Regions from separate parts of the Anser cygnoides genome. Here region 2 is linked to region 1. The links are chromatin contacts, called in public Hi-C maps. All regions are on one chromosome and are shown on one strand. The core of a region is the stretch at or near the end of the contact, and the rest is flanking DNA. Distances in the headings are between cores, read along the strand shown. Region 1 holds the start of TMEM132C (transmembrane protein 132C). Region 2 overlaps TMEM132C (transmembrane protein 132C).

Region 1 (4,446 bases), core at 493-2,992:
CGCAGAAGGGCCCTTTGCTCCAGGGGGATCTCCGAGATGTGTCGGTACACACCACCACCGCCGAGGCGGGGAGGAAGGAAACTTTCCCCGTTTCCCATTTCAGCCAGATGCAAGCTCGCAAGGTTCTCTCCCATGCACATAAACACGGGGACGGGAGAGAGGGGGGGCGAAACTGTAAGACAGAGGAGAAAGAGAGAGGATTTTAAAAGGGAAAATAAAGGCGTGGAGAGGAGATAAAGGAAATAACGAGGAGAAAGGAGGAACTGAGCCCACACGCCGCGAAAAGCGAGCGGCCAGCCTGAGGGGCTTCACCCAGCTCAGCCCGAGCGCGAACGCGACCGCCCCGCGGCCCCCCCGCTTACCTCCGCGGAGCAGGGCCGCCAGGAGCAGGCTGCGGGCCGCCCGCAGCGGGCTGAGAGCCGCCCGGCGGGGCACGGCGCCGCGGGTAGCCCCCGCCATGCCGCCGAGACGGGGACACGTCCCGGGAGCGGCTCCGGGAGGCTCGGCCGCCGTCGCCCCGCTAGCTCCCCCGGCTCGCCATCGCCGCAGGCACACACCGAGACCCCGCTCAGCACCGCGGGGGGCTCCTGCCCATGCCGGCCCCTCGAAGCCCTGCCCCAGAGCCGGGGGGGGGGGCAGCGGCTGCCGGGACCCCCGGCCCCGCCAAGGAAAACTTTCCGAGCGGAGGGGCTGGGTCGCCCCCCGGCTGCTCGCCGCTAAACACGGGCGCCCTTCGCTGCGGCTCCGCTTCCCGTGCCTTTATCTGGGGGCCGGCAGCAGACGCGCACACACACACAGACGCACTTTTCCCTGAGAGGAGGGGAGCCCAGCCCCGGCGGGGAGCGGAGGCGGTGACCTGCGGGCTGAGGGAGGACCAGCTCCAATCAGGGAACCCACGCGTGCACCGGGCAGCCCGCCCCCGGGGACGGGGGTGCCACCACCACCACTGTCACCACAACCACCACCATCACCACAGCCGGGGGACCCACCCCCCACCGGGGAGCGGGGCATGAGGGTCAGGAAAGCCTCGGGCTGAGGGGCGAGCGCCCGGCACCGGGAGGCTGAGGGGGGAGAGCGGGAACCGGTAACGGTCCTGTCACGGAGAGCGCCCGCGGGAAAGCGCTGCTGAGGTGAGACCGCCACTCGCAGCGCCTGGACCGTGAGGGGAGAAGAGGTTTGCCAAGCCGACATGGCAGGAGAGGAGAACCTCGGCCCGATGGGGGGCCAAGGGCAGACTGGAGGGGCAGGGCACCCGAATGAAGGCACCCCCAGACCGGCTGGCCCTGGGGAGTAGAGGAAGCCCCCTCAGAAACTATGGGCCACCACTGACCTCACATCTTCAGTCCTCCCTTCTCAAGTCCAGGTATAGTGCCAGATATATAGAAAATAAAAGAACATTACCAAAACAGGAAAGTTTACTACACACATACACATCCCTCCAGAAAGAGCAAGAGGGATGCATGACAGATTTTGATCACGTTGGTTTGCGTGCTGTGCCATTACAGTCCACCACTAGTCCCTCAGAACTGCTCAACCCACCTGGATTTCACCCATCTCCAGCCCAACCTCTCACACTTCCATTTCCTTCTGCATAGTTTCATCTTCTAAACATAATTCTCATGCCTCATCTTTATTCCCATCTTTTAACTTGATCCAGATAATCCAGCAGGTATCTTTTCTGATATTTTAATCATAATAGAAAATATTGAGTGCAGAAATCCCCAAAGCAGGGAACAACCTACCCTCTACAACCCTACCCTCTGCTTTTGTCTGAGAAATTAAGCCCTCATTCTTCAGGTGAAGAGTCACAGCCAGTCAACTATGACTGGTTAATAAGCTAAAATTAGTGAAGTTCTCTCCATCTGTTGTCAGGTAGCAAAACAGGTGTCAAAGTTTATCATTAGATATTTTTCTAAATAAAGTGAATAAAGCATATCTATGCTAATTCTATAAAGCCCATTGTTTACACAAGACATTGTTCCCAATTTGATAAGCCAAGTCAAGAAAAACTACTTTAAAATAGGGACTTCTGATGAGGAAGTGATGATGAAGGAGCATGCTTGGGACTGTTATGGTTTACATGATTTTATTGTCATAAAAACAGCTGATTCAAATAGAAAAAAAAATCAAGCTAATAGCAGCTAGTTGAAATACATTAAAAAAAAAAAAAAGTATATCATATGGATGCAATCCTAAGATAATTTTTTCACAGGAATGTAAAGAAACATTTCTCAGTGAAAAAATAATTCAAACATGTAACAGCTATAGCCTTTTCTGCTTGATTGTAAATTCTGTAGACACTACAGATACTTGTTAGAGGTTTTAAATGTAAGAATCCCGCAGTCAACAGTAAAACACAGCAGCTAACAAGCATTTATATCCTGTCTACACTTGAATTTGTACATAATGTGTATACACAATTCATCTGATTTATAACAGAAAGCAGATACAGTCAAGACAAAAGCCTTTCCAAGGCAACTTTTACCAAGGGACCAAAAAACAATGCAATCATCATTCATAAACTACCAACTTTGTTTTCTTTAAATTGCAAAGAAAATTTCAACATAATGTAAACTAGAGGGAATATGAGATTATTTGGAAATATTGACATGTAGTATTATGTGCTATTTATCATAACCAAGCTGGAGTGTATATAACATTATTTGCCTAAAATGTTCTGAAGAAAATTTTGGAAATTCTATGTAGAACCCATTGGCAGCGACTTTCATGGGTAAGAAGTAGAAGTATAGAGATGTCTAAATATAATAGATTTTGCTACAGCTGTCATTATTCCATTGAAATTTGATTTCTTGCCATTGTAGATGCAATATTTTGGAGCCAAAATTGTCAATAGAAGCTATGCCTAATTTTTTAGGCTAGTATGTTCCCTTCAGTAAGCATAAGGAAATATAGAACATTCTCAGGAACAAATAGAATGTGACTTGGCCAAAGCTGACTTCTTTCTTAGGGTCAGGCAGACTCCTAAATTTTTCAAGTGTCCTTCAAGCTGAAAATGCTACCTACATCAAGGTCTCTCACCAACCCCTCTTTAGATTTTGTCAGCCACAATGTTGAAGTCACATGCCAATTCACTGATGCAAACTGAAAAATGAAAGCAGAAAAAAGAATGCATCAAATCAAAGCACATATTGCCATGTGCAGATAGCAATTGATAGGGGAACTCTAAACCCGTGTGCAGAAATTGAGATATTTTGTACAATTTGTATTTTGAAGGTGCACCTGCTGCGTATGCGGCAGTTCTGTATGGTAAATGTATCTCACCAACATTTCTCAGGCAAACACATGATCATGCACTTTGAGGAGTAACATATTGTGTAGGTAACTGAACATTAGAATAGGTACTTACAGCTATCCCATTTGCTATTTTGTTGGACAATAAAAAAGCTATAAGTTTGTCTCATACCGAGCACAGAGATGTGTAACATTCATCATAAAAAGGAAAATAGTTGAAGTACAAGATTTTTCACTTTTTTTTCTTCATGAGAAAACGTGTTCATTTCAAGATAAAAAAAGAGCCATCTTTTGTGCTATGTAGACTTCCAATAACAAAATAAAATCACAAACCCATCAGCCAGCCCTAAGACTGCACTGCAAGCAAAAGTTTGTCAGAAGCAATAATCTGACAGAACTTCAGAAAGCAGATGTTGGGGTTGTGAAGTTGCCAGCAGTTTAACACTCATGACTTAAGTGAGTATAATAGACATTACAGCCTGTGATCTTGGTTTTAATCAGTCTCTAATGAAAACTAATTTTTGACAAATACTCAGTAATTTAGCCAAAAAACATAGGTTGTCCTTGATATATGTGAGTGGTTATGGATGTAATCATTTAGCACTAACTACATCTACTACTTGAAGGCCTGTTAAGCTTGTTTGCTGTTTTAGCTAGCTACGTGTCATTATCCTTGGCACTATATTATACATATGGCTTTGTCTATTCATGTGAATTTAAGCAAGGCACCTACTTTACTCCATAATGTCTTTATGTGTATAACGACATAATGATCTAAAAAGTTTTATAAAGTACATGGGCACATAGCTACATCTGTATTCTAGAATTCTTTAAAAATTAATAGCACTAGGTAAATAAATGATTTTCTAATTTATTGTGTACCTCTCTGCTCACAAATTGTTTGTAATTATTCAGAATTATACTTTTCTTAACTCATTTAATTTAAATATAGAATTTCTTTTTAAATCCTTTGAACGGGGTTATGGCCAGTTCACTGCATCTATGCCAAAACTGCATTCTGTGTTGCTCCATGTATATAAGGTTCCAACAGAAAGTAAGGAAAGGTGGTACACCCCAAATCCTGCCAGACACCTGAGCTCACATAATGGAATAGAGTGAAAAAAATGTTCAGGATTTAGTTTTATGCCATCCTTGTACCTGGGTGCATTATCATCCCTCTTCTGTCTTCCATGC
Region 2 (4,773 bases), core at 749-3,248, 34 kb before region 1:
GCATCTCTAGATGTCTGAAAAGAAAGATAAAGCAATTACTTGATTTCATCCTCAGGATTTTAGCTCTCAGCCTCAGCGTGGTGCCTCTTTAGCACTTGATTAGTGTCTAAATTCTCCTCAGATTAAAGAGGGTTGTCTTTTTTCTCAGTGCATTACACACATGGAGAAAACACAAATCAAAGGGGTCCAACATTCAGCACGTACAAGTCGCCACAGTTTTTCAGCTCTGGAGAGACTGTGCCAATTTACACCTGGGAAAGATTTGTCTCAAAATATTTTCAACCAGATTTATGCATTTAAGTAGGCTATAAAATCTAAGCTACGATTTTAGAGTCTGAACTAATTCCATAATAAATAATCTCTTAAAAAAAAAAAAGGTAAATATGCTCTCATCAAGTCAGCTTCTAGAACAAGCTCTGCAGGATGTTTTGAATCTATGCCCCAGAGATCATTGACGATAAATTGGAAGAAGAGAAATGGTTTGCTGTATACATGAAATAGGGCTGAGCACAGAAAAATAATTAGAGAAAGCTACTGTTGTAGTTCTCCTGTTTATTTTTGTCTGAAAGTCCTTGAATAATGATCCAAAACACACCATTAGTGATTACTGTTTCCCAATGATTAATCAGCTGCAAAATTGTCTTTTTCTTCATCATCTCCTTGAGAACAGAGAGGAAAGCCATACAATAGGTGTTTGAAATGAACTATTTTGTTTCAGCTGCTCTACGTGAATCCCACATAGCCCACACATTCCAGCCCTCAGCCCCTCTTACTTGTCCAAAATCCTTATTCTGTAAATTATTTGTACAAATGGGGTTTAAAAGGAATTTACACTCTTTGCCCCAAATCTCTTCAGAACCCACATTTTTAAGACAGCTTCCAGAAGCACTCTTTTTCTGCTCTATAAAATGTATATAACTAACAAAACTCAGGTGTGGGAGGGAATGTCACATAAGAACTCCCCTAAACAAATTCCAGTCTCACAAGAGATCAGATCTGGCCCTCCAGCTATTTCCAGACCTCTCTACATCACGGGACTGTGGTGAAAGCATTTTTTATGAAATAGCTAGGTCCCTAAACTTCCAGGAACCACTTGAATTCATTCAAAGGACTCCCTAATTTACACCAGCTATTTAATCAAGAATATCAGTAGTAAGTTCGGATGTTCAGAGTTCAGCTGAAACTTAGGACAAAAAAGAGGATGCAGATTTCAAGAACAAGAGCTGTAAGAAGTCTGACAAACGTTTCCAGCTCCACAGTGCAACATTACCTGATGTTTGCCGTTTCAAACAATAATAGCTGCAGTTAACACATTCCAGCTGGGAATTAGTGGTAGCATGATGTTGAAAAACCTTAGCCTTTGATGTCCTGGTGAAACAGACCTTGAATTATTATCATTTTTTTTTCTACATTTGCAAACCAGCTTTACAGACCAGACCTAGGTATTGTAATCAGTCTGTCCTTTTGGTCACTCCCAGCTGGGAACAGAATTTTGTGACCATAGTATAACTCTTCTCCATATGCCTGGAAACATGAAAACATGTAATAAACACAGGTATAATTTTAGATAAAGATTTAAAATAAGGTTTTTAAAAGGCATTCATGAAGTAATAACTAAGTTTCTAGCTCATCAGCTTTATCATTAAAAAATAGTATATTATTTCATGGGAAAAATCATTTACTTCATAATTCCCACAGTAACTGCCCTAATGAAAACATTCAGAGGTGTTGTGTATTTGTAATTTGAAAGGCACATTTCAGCTTGCTACTTCTGTTCCTGAAACTGTGATAAAAATTGCACAACAAGAGTCCTGTAGTCAGCTGTTGACAGGATTTTGTTTTATTTAGACACACAAAAGTCCAAGTGAACCTTTGTGCTTCTCTCCCTTCCTAACACAACTCGACCAGAGAATTCAAAGGGGTCAGACCACACAAATACATGAATCGAGTTTGATCCTGGTTTATGTAAGTCAGTGGAGTCACACCACAGATGGCCTTTAAATCTGCTCTGACCTGAAGGACTGATCAAATATACTGGTTAAAGTACACTGGAGATTTTTTTTTTTGCCACTGTCACCACAGTTTTATAATCTTGAACGTGTTTATTTTTAAACCTCTGAGGCTATTATCCCTTCTTGTATCTGAGCAGACGTGACTTGCCCAAGGGTACTCAGACAGCTTGTGGTGGTGGAACAGGGGGAATTACCTACAGCATCTAATTTTACATTCACAAATCTAATACCAGTAGAGGTACGTAAGAAAGATTTTCTTATTCATAGTAGTGAACTCTGAACTCAGTAAGTAAACTTCTTTACTCACAGAAGTTGCTCATTGGCATTATACAAACTGAAGATCGAGATCATAGTCTACAGCCATACTCAACAGCACAGATTTATTTATTTTTAATATATATTCTTAATACAAGAGTCAGTGTTGATTTAATTTAGTGCTAGGAAGGACTGCGTAAACACGAGTACCATTAATGAGGTAAAAATGTTAACTGTCAGCAAATTCAGCCAAAATGAGCACTAACCTAAGAAAGATCAGAAGATGAATGTCATTTGAATTCAAAGCCACAAACTCAGATCAGATGCTTTTATACCTTAACAAGACTAGTCAAAGTTGGAAATTTACAATGTAACTCAAAACCAGAGAAAGTCCTATGTGCTGCTGACAACACCATCAAGAGAAAAAGATAGAAATTATTGCTGATTTTTAATAGAAATAAAACTGTATCAGCATTCATCCTTTCAGAAAGGAAAGTCCAGGCAATAACTGCTAAACAGAAGATAAAAAAAAGAGGGGATGAGGGGAAAGGAAGAAATCCGATGAAAGAAAATAAATCCAATTACAGAAGAAAACAGTCACGTCCCTCCTCCCACCCCCCCTCCAGTTTTAGGCATAAGGACAGGTCTATCAGCTTTCAGAAGAAGCTAGGTGATTATCTCTGCTAGTCTCCCTGTAAAATTCCACTCTCATCTTCCCTACAGGTTCATCTACTCTGGCTCCAAATGAATTACAAAGATTTTTTCTTCTTCTAAGTGTCTACTGTGAAGTGAGTGTACTCTTGAACTGCCCTCAGCCCATTTGCTATTTCACTAAGAGTACAGAAAAAAGCGTTCAGTTTAATTTTCCCTTCTTTTAAATCCACATATTTCCCCCCTGCACTGAGCAATGGGAAACAGATTCAGACAGCCTTAAAACACTATCTCAGCAACAAAGCATGCAATGTGCTCCATCTCATCTCGCCACTCCAACTGAGTTTACAGCAGTGGGTGGCTTTCAAACCTAACATTTGATCAAAATGAAAAACTGGGCATTCCTTTCACCCTATGACAGGCAGGCTGATATAAATCACAGCCTTCCCAGCAAGGGTTCTTCCCCAGACAATGAATTGTGGCAGTGTCTCAAAGCTCAGCCTGGGCCATTGTAAGAGAAAGTTTTAGGTTTTTAAAGCCGGCCTGGGCTTTTTACAACAGCACTAAAACCAGAAAAGGGAGAAAATTTATGGTATGGCTGTTTGTGACGGGTGAAGAAGATGTTTCCCCTCAAAAGTTGTATTTTCAGTGCATCGCTCCTGGTAGGTTTGTGCCAGCTTATGGTTTTATTATTCATATTTCACTAGCACTGAAAGCTCCAAATCAGATCATCCACCTCCTCCTATTTTATGCACTTACATACACATGTAGATAGGGCAAGGCAGAGTTCATACACTGCTCCTTCATTGTTTTGTCAACAAACAGCCAGCCTTCGTTAGTCAGCACCTCTGGAAAAAGCTCTCAGATCTGTTCTCTCAAGGACTGCATTGCACAGATCCTCTGGTTCTGATTTAGCAAGTGGACAGTGCAGGTAAGCGGTAAGTAACAGCTACTAAATCAGTGTTGCGTGCGCGCGTGTGTACACACAACAATGCCTGATCAAAGCAAAGCTGATACCATACACAGCACCGACGTTTTTCTTTGCTAACCCGGTAACCTATTAGAAATGCCCTCCGGTCTCAACAATTTTAAGCCTTAACTTCAAAAGATCAGCTTATCCTTCAGGGCTAAGCTGACTGACAGGTGGGGGTTGGGAAGAAATCCAGTCCCCTCCCTTCAGCCCTATCATATAGGGTTGCACAATTGGCTAGGCACATTAGGGGGTTTCTCCTGCATTCCTCTGAGGCATTTGAAAAAGGCCACCTCCAGAGCTCGGACACTGTTTGATGGACCACTGTGTTTCTCTGTCCCAGCTTTGTGTAACAATAGCTACGTTTATGTGAAGCCTGCACTATGAAGAGGCAAGAAGTTGGTGTTATTGTAGAAACCGGCTATTATATTATACAAGGGAGCAGCAGCAGTTCATCTGCTGTTAGATACCTACGTACCTGCCAGATGCAAAGGGCACAGGAGGTTTGAGCAGCCCTGTGTGCATCAGCTGGTCCTGCTTAAACAACTGCTGGATTCCCCAAGGTTTTTAGAAAGCAAGGATTTATAAGGATAGCTATCCTAAAAGCCTATCGTGCTGCATAACAATAAGCATTAATAAGAGTAAAATGAACATAATGACTGCAGATTAACAGAGAAACCAAGAAAAGGCAGACAGCCTAAGAACATACACTGAGAAAAGGCAAAAAAAAGTGCACACAATTAGATAGAGATGAGGCACACATGATCTCAGTAGAGTTTTTAAAGAGCCATCCACTGAGGAGCATGTGGAGAGGCACTCAGAGACTTTCCCTTGGGGTATATGTATCTGTGATCAAAAGGTCAAGAACCGCTGCAACAGACACTG

Evidence for each region. A called contact is a pair of places that touch in the nucleus more often than the background predicts.
Region 2: a Hi-C map of liver shows a contact between it and region 1, with 2.0 times the contacts expected there. The contact joins the enhancer-like site here to the promoter of TMEM132C in region 1. A contact is called at or near these places in 3 of 7 Hi-C or Micro-C datasets (all in liver).

Annotation. Positions count from the first base shown.
Region 1 is chr17:4,957,469-4,961,914 of Taihu_goose_T2T_genome, reverse strand. TMEM132C (transmembrane protein 132C) reads right to left here and starts at 1,742. Exons shown (of 9, transcript XM_066979274.1): 1 at 1,540-1,742.
Region 2 is chr17:4,991,821-4,996,593 of Taihu_goose_T2T_genome, reverse strand. The region is part of intron 1 of TMEM132C (transmembrane protein 132C); the gene reads right to left. Among named protein-coding and RNA genes, the nearest start is that of TMEM132C, 34 kb to the right of the region's middle. Within about 2 kb of position 1,998, at least 2 of the 3 cell types and tissues checked have open chromatin away from gene starts, as enhancers often do. A contact at or near this core is called in liver, where this site is marked.